Regions from separate parts of the Mus musculus genome. Here region 1 is linked to region 2. Evidence: chromatin contacts called from public Hi-C data. All regions are on one chromosome and are shown on one strand. The core of a region is the stretch at or near the end of the contact, and the rest is flanking DNA. Distances in the headings are between cores, read along the strand shown.

The links. A called contact is a pair of places that touch in the nucleus more often than the background predicts.
Region 1: a contact with region 2 is called in a Hi-C map of uterus, with 4 times the contacts expected there. The contact joins two enhancer-like sites. A contact is called at or near these places in 1 of 484 Hi-C or Micro-C datasets (uterus) and 2 of 115 datasets of contacts at active chromatin or transcription factors (embryonic stem cells and fibro-adipogenic progenitors).

The regions. Positions count from the first base shown.
Region 1 is chr16:76,780,805-76,784,463 of GRCm38.p6, forward strand. No RefSeq gene overlaps it. Among named protein-coding and RNA genes, the nearest start is that of Gm30790, 3.5 kb to the left of the region's middle. Within about 2 kb of position 2,112, at least 10 of the 459 cell types and tissues checked have an H3K27ac peak or open chromatin away from gene starts, as enhancers often do. A contact at or near this core is called in uterus, where this site is marked.
Region 2 is chr16:76,319,168-76,323,189 of GRCm38.p6, forward strand. The region is part of intron 3 of Nrip1 (nuclear receptor interacting protein 1); the gene reads right to left. Among named protein-coding and RNA genes, the nearest start is that of Gm30569, 20 kb to the left of the region's middle. Within about 2 kb of position 2,589, at least 78 of the 459 cell types and tissues checked have an H3K27ac peak or open chromatin away from gene starts, as enhancers often do. A contact at or near this core is called in uterus, where this site is marked.

The DNA.
Region 1 (3,659 bases), core at 862-3,361, 460 kb after region 2:
GAAAGGCCTCTGAGGGCTCAAAATAGAAATCACATGCAAACGCTCAGGTTCTTTTCTTAGAGAAGAGTCCCTTAGACCTGCACTCAGGCTAATTTTTGCTCTCAGTAAGTCGTCACCCGAGCCCATTTGGTTGTTTAATATGGAACCCGCAGAGACAGAAAGAAATTACCAACTCGGCAGAATGGCTAGGCACAGTACAGATGAGCCCCACATGGAAGAAAATCTTAAACAGAGCCCCTCCCACTCACCCCACCCCATCCTCCCCTCGACACCTCCACATACACACTGTGCAAAGTAATCTACAGAAAAGTATTGAAGAAGCTATACTAAAATGGTATCAGTCATTATTTCTTTTTAGTGTGTGTGTGTGTGTGTGTGTGTGTGTGTGTGTGTGTGTGTGTGTGCATGTGCACACATATACATGGAACCAAGATGTTCCCCTCAGAGGTTGTTCCTAGGAACTAGTCAACCTTGGTGTTTTGAGACAGGTTTTCTCACAGGGGCCTGGGGCTCACCACTTATGTTGTGGTCTGGCTAGTGAGGCCCAGAAATCTGCCCGTGTCTACCTCCCCAAGCAATATGACTAAAAGCCTTACTGTTTCTGGTGTTTTCTTACCAGTTTCTCCTACTAGATTATACACTCGATGAGGTCAAGATTAGTGTATTTGAAGCCTTGAGCCACTAGTAAGTCTTGCAATATGTAGAACACTAATGCTGAGTGGATATTTGTTGTAAAGTCGGTGGAAGTCAAAATGCATAAAACTTCCCTGCTCCTACAGGCAGCCGGGAAGACAAACGTCCATCTCTCATGCCACTGTCATGTCAGGCCAAGGGTGCAGTCCAGTCTGCTTTGATCATTGTTATCAGAGTGTACTCTGAACCAGTGAATCAAATTATCACCAGCCTTGATTCTGTGCTTGGCAAAACACAGAAGAGAGTTATTCAGCCCTTAAAAGTTACTTTTACAATAGCAGATCTACAATCACCAGAGATGGAGAGAAAGGAAATTACCAACTAGACAGAATGGTTTGGAGTATGGATGAAGCACATGAAAGAAAAATCTGTAACATACACATACATGTACAGATGCACGCATGAAACACATGCACATACGTAGACAAGAAGACGCAGAAATGGAAGTTTGGAATTAAGGTGACTGAATATGTAGAACACGATGACAGCTAAGTTTAGGGAATAAAGATACAGAAAACCCCATTAAAGTTGAATTTCAGATAAATGATACCTAAGTCTTTGCTATGATTATGTCCTCAATATTGTGTTAGATATAGTCACCTTATGTTGATTTCACATGAAATCCTCCAATTTCTCAAAGGTCTGGTTGACCAGTAAACTAAAGTGAAGATCTAGATAGTACACCGATCATCACTGTTGCACAGATAAAAGCTACCTGTGTTAGTTGAGAAGGATCTTGTCTGTGCACTAGACTACAGCCTCAATATGTAATGATTTATATGGCTGTTATGATCCATATTCATCTTTACCAGTAAGTTTAAAACTGTGAGATATCCAAACTGTTCTTTTTCATTGTTTTGAGTAGCATATCAAATAAAGGGTTTTATTGTGGACTTACACACACACACACACACACACACACACACACACACACACACAGAGAGAGAGAGAGAGAGAGAGAGAGAGAGGTTGATCAGACTTCTTCATTTCTATGACCTCTTCTTGTCCATATAAATAATTTTTTCAAAGACCCTCCTGTCAGTCCTACAAGGAGGTTCAAGGACTGACCTAGAACTCCAGATTTTTCTAATTAACATTTGCAAATAGAATCCATCTCTCTCCCTTTCTAATGAGTTGGAGTAACACTCATTTGTATTAGAACTATGGGCTCTGTAAACAGAACTATGAATTACTGCACAGCAGACACGAGGCAGAGTTGTCTGACCAGAACTCTGTGATTCAGCAGCTATTATTTTTGTCCTGCAAATGAGTTTGAAGCACATTTTAGAGACTTGGAAGGAATTCTTGATGTGGGACAACAGTGTTGATTTCCCACCATTGTATTACCGGGAAGCAGCCTCCCGGCTTGCCCACAAAATGCACTAGGGCCTGCCAGCAGAGTCCCTTAACCCCAAGAGGCAGCTTTCCAAAGCTAAACTGCACATTAGGGCATTTTTTTCACTACAGTCAAGTACTGGAGCAGATGAGCCACAGGCTAAATTCATCCAGAGATGGCTTTTTGTGTTGTTAGTCAACGGATTTAGTTCCCTTTCAGCGTGCATTACGTTAAATTGGTGGTAAAGCTACCTAAGTCATCTCACAGTTCTTTTCCCTTCCCACCTCCTGGAGTTAACACAGGGAGAAGGATAGACATTAAATAGAGTGAAGTGGACTCAGTTCAATGCAAACAGCAGGAAAAGAAGTGGAGAGGTAGCAGATAAGTGTTAATTCCTGGATAATTTAAATACATGGGCACGGTTTTTGCAAATAATGCAAAGCGCCCTACGAACAACAAACCTAAGGTGTTTGGCTCTAAGGCATAGAAAAACTCTGGAGCAAATAACTTCACAGAAGATTGGAATAAGGTTTTAATTTTTCAATTAAATATATTTCATTAATCCTTTGAGAATGTCTTACATACATATACTATATTTTCATCGTATTCACCATGATTCCTCCCCTCTATCTTCTCTTACTTCAATTTCCCTTCCAGTGTCATTGTGTTCTCTTCTCTTTTTCTCACTGAGTGGGATTTATTTGACCAATATACTCATGAGTGTGGTGTGGGACCATCCAATGAAGCATGTTTAATCTACCAAGGGCCACACCCCTAAATAAACCTGACTGTAACTACTCCAGACACCTTCAACTCTTAATAATGAGTCATCTGTAAGTAAGGGATCATCGTACCTTTCCCAATTCCTACCTGGATTGATTTTGTGCAGGGCTTGTACGGACAACCATAGCTCTTATGTGTTCATGAGTGTAGTGGTTCTGTTATTCTGTTCCAATTCCCTGAGTCTTCTGCCCCTTGCAATCTTTGACCTTGTCTTTCTCAATGGTCCCTGAGAGTGAGATCGATGTCACATTTGTAGATGAACAGTCCACAGACACTTTGACCAGTTGTGAGCTTCTGAGTTGACTGTTATCCACTATACAAAGAAACTTCTCAGGTGATATCTGAGAGTTGCACTAATTTATGAATACAGAAAGAAAACTTCAGATGGCAGTTTGACACTCTATCCAGTTAGCAGAAGTTTTATCCCGATGGTGTGTAAACTCTCTAACCATGGGTTCTTGGCTGAATTTACCAGGTGTGTGTTTCCTTCAGTAGACTGAGACTTAAATACAATCAGAAAATAATTGGTGATCTCCATTTCAACCATGTCACTATGGCAGTTATGGTTATGTTTTGCTGGGTGGGTTATCATCATAGCTTACGGAGTTCCACTGATGAGATTTTCCAAGGTATAAATTTTGAAATAGATTTCTTTTTTTATGTTTTAATAAAAATTTTTTAATTGGGTATTTATTTCATTTACATTTCCAATGCTATCGCAAAAGTCCCCCACATGCTCCCCCACCCACTCCCCACCCACCCACTCCCCACCCACCCACTCCCCACCCACCCACTCCCACTTCTTGGCCCAGGCATTCTCCTGTATTGAGGCATATAAAGTTTGCAC
Region 2 (4,022 bases), core at 1,339-3,838:
AAAGAGCGTGTGCCTTGCTAATAACAATGAAAGAATTTCCATTTATCTCGAAGCTATTACACTAAGTATAATTCCATGCCATTTGAAAATATGCTCAGGTCTCAGAAGTGCTTTAAAGAGTATCTGTAACACTTTAGAGTCTGGAGGCACAGGCGGGTATTTGATCTCTTAAACCTAGAGTTTTCAGGTTCTCTTTAATTAGCCATTTATAGTTGCCATTGACTTATTTTTCTTTTATTCAACACACAAAAGCCATGCCAGTCATTGGAGAGCGGGATGACAGAAGGGAAACACTTTTTATACCAACACACATTACCTCATTTTAATTTGTCTGCCTTCGTGTGTGAATACCTTGAGAAGCCCTGCTAGCCAAAGGGCGGCAAACTAAACTATAATTAAGAGCAGAATAGAACACTCGTCTAACTGAACAAACTTCATTAGGAAGCTTCCCCAAGCACGTCTATTTTCATGTAAACAAATGCTCTGGCACAGTTAAAACACAGCTTAGTGCGTTCTTTCTGCGCCCTTCCTTTGCACCCCACACTCTCCTAAAAAAAAAAAAAAAAACCTCAGGAGCAATAATTAAGAAATAGGGAATGCAGTGAAGTATTGCAGGAATGTTTAATCAATACTGATACCTTTGTCCTTGACATGCGGACCATGTCACCAGGCTACTGTCATGTGATATCATGTCATTTCTCCACCTGGCTCCTGACCTTGTCCTCTAAATGACCTAAAGCTTCCCTAAAGTAGCAGGAGGCCCCTCCCCGCTGTCTCAGCAAGGTCGAATGGGTCAGCTTGTCCTCATCTATAATCCACCACCATTTGTCAGCAGGGAGGCTGGAGGAGGCAGGCTTGCTACAAGAGGAGAATGCCCAATTAGGCAGCTGTCACACAAAGCATAGGCTGCAAAATTATCCCCTGTCAAAAGAAAGAGCAGCTGCGGGTGCCAATTACAGCAACCTTTCAACCCTTTAGGTACTGGAAACTACACACAAGTAAATGAAGAACAATTAGCGATAACAAATCGATGAATTAGGACAGTAAATTAGAACGAGTAGCAGGTGAGCTTGGGTCATACATGACATTTAGGGCATACCAGACTCCAGGCAAGGGCAAAGCTCACTGCCTGGCGCCATGTCCCTGCATATAGAGTCCCTTCTACTATGTCTCTTGGCAAACCTGAAATCCTTTTCGATATCTGTACCTAAAACTATGTGTCTTGATGTAAGAGTCCTTTTTCTTTTCATGGACTCAAAACAAATGTTTCTTGACAGGAAGAAAATCCCTCCCAAGAACAGGTCTAGTAAATTCTAGGTAGTTCTTATACAATCTACTGTGTTATCCACTCCAACTTAAAAATGTTAAGTGTAGCTTACAGAATCCAAACTACCTGTTAAAATACTCACACTGAAACTACTATACATCTTTACACACTAGTTGGCCAGATTCCCATTAGCTCCTATTTGCAGAAAAGCAATGGGGTCTGAATTCTGAGGAAATTCTTCTGCCAATATCATCAAACTCAAATCAAGTTTCTCGGCCCAAATGTGATTTTCTCTCACATAAAGAAATAACAATTTTAATGGTTTATATCTAATACCTATAAATATAACAATCATAAAATTAATTAATCTTTCATTATTGGGCCCCAGGGTCATGCATGAAGTCCAAGCAGAAGACATTGACTCTCCTGGAGTCTATCTCATTGAGCTACTGGCCCACAGCAGAGCAAACCCAACATGGCTGTGAAGTATTCATGGGTCTGGTGTTATTAGCCTTAGCATGTCAACTGCCCTCAGAAACAAATTTTGGAAGGTCCATTTTAAATCCGTGTCAATTCTTGGAAACTTGAAAGACCTGATCTGGATCCGCTGTTGATTTGAAAGAAACAGGGGCTAATGAGTTCAGTGAGGCATCTCCATCGGAAGTGGGTGTGTCAGGGGGGAGAGAGAGAAGGTATCAGGCCCTACGCACCTCCCTCCTATACAGTATAAATGAATCACAGCCGCCAGAGGGTCAGCCCTAGTTCTTCCAGCCATTTGATAAAATTTCCAGGAGCCGTGTCTCCGAGAGAAAACTCCATTAAAAGTTTATCTCAGGATTACATTTATAAATTATGTTTTGTCTCAAAACATAAACCAGACTCTTGGACAAATTTTCCTTATTTTAGAGTGCAACCCCGCAATGTCAGACATGGAGAATGCAAAGAAAGGGCAAGGAGATGGGGAGGAAGGAGTTAATGCCTTTAGAATTCGGTTTCCATCATACATGGGTGACTATCTCTTTAAATAATTTAAATCCTCTCCATCAACTACAAAGCTGTTTTGAAGCCATTTAGCTTTCTTCTTTACATGTGTTCTAATTAAGAAATGACCTTGTCATCACGCACACCAGAAATCCGGGATTATTTCCTACAGCAAAAAATTCACAAAGCCTCCCCCCCCCCCAAAAAAAAAAGAGAGTAGAGGTGGGGGGAGGGGAGAGAGACTTCTTCCCCAGTTCCCTCACTGAGGAAGTTGTTGGTTGGCTGAATGCTGAAGCAGTTCCACCGCATAATTTTTTTTCTGTTGTTGTTGAATGTCACAGGGCGGGTTAGAGTGACCTTGAGCTGCATCAGCGGCTCAGCAAGGGTCGAGATGCCTGCAGGCGCCCTTGTACTGGATTTGCAAGACAAAAACCTTCAAACTGGCTGAAGGACATCTTAAATCTCTTCAAAGGTTTCCCGAACTAATCTGGGCTGCTCTTAGCAGGATCAGCGCCAGTATGAGAAGCAAAATTAAAAACAAGGTCTTTGACAGGATGCTGTCTCCTCTTAACCCTTCCAGAGCAGAACAGAAGACGTTACAAGCACTCTGGAGAGATGGCTTACCTAGAAGCACTCTTTCATAACAAATTATGTAAGCAAGAAATCACAAAAAGAAGGGAGGGGGGAACTATTAGTCCTCAAAAGTAAACATTCCTTCCGTTTTATTTATAATGAATTCAAGCTGGGTATTTTTTTTTTCCTTGACTATACTTTAGTGTCATGGTGATAAACCTGAAAACTACAGCTATATCTTAGATTTGCAGCACTGTAAAAATCAAATCACTCCATCGACACGAATCTAGGACTTTCAGTGTTTGAAAAATAAGCTCTGGGCTGGTTAAATCGAAGACCAGGTACGATTGCATATACCTTGCTAAAGTGACAATCAAATAGTATCATGTGACTAGAAACAGACCTGAGAAGGACCTGAGAAGAACCTGGTAAAGCTAGCTCAGTGCTGTTTGCTGGGAGAGGCAAACGTGCCCTTTTCCACACTGTTCTCAGCATCTCCATCCATGTATAGGCCAAAAGAGAAAGAAGAGCGAGGCAGTTGAGGCTTCCTTGCTATGGTTTGAGTGTGACACCCCCAGACTTATGTGTTAGAGCCTGCATCCTCAATTTCATCCACTAATGGTACTAACGGGATGGAATGATGTCATAAAGGTGTGGCCCCTATAAAGGAAGAAATTAGCACTTAGAATGGCAGGTCTCTGAGTGCTCTCACTGCGCAGTATCCCCTGCTATCCAGTGATTCTTAGGATGTACCATGCAGCCTTCACCAGACACCAAGCAAATGACTGCACAGTGCTCCCAGACTGCTCAGTACCGAGAAACATGCATTCCTCTTCCGGTACTCAGCCTTGGGTATATTGTTAGAGCAGCAGAAAACAGACTAAAGAGAGGTAAATGTTTGGCCTTTCCCAAAGCAGGGCCTTTGGATTTCAATGCAGGAGCTATAGTAGGCAAGTTTGAAAATAATTATTCTAAAACCAAACAATACAAAATGATAAAAACAAAAACAAAATAACAGAGTGGGGCACAGTAGTGCACACCTTTGATCCCAGAACTCAGGAGGCAGAGGCATGGGGATCTCTGTGAGTTCCTGGAAGCTTGGTCTTTAGAGCTTGGAGGTCCAGGACATCCAAGGCTATACAGTGAAACCCTGTCTGGGAAGAAGAAAAAAAAAAACAAAAACAAAAAACAAAAACCAACA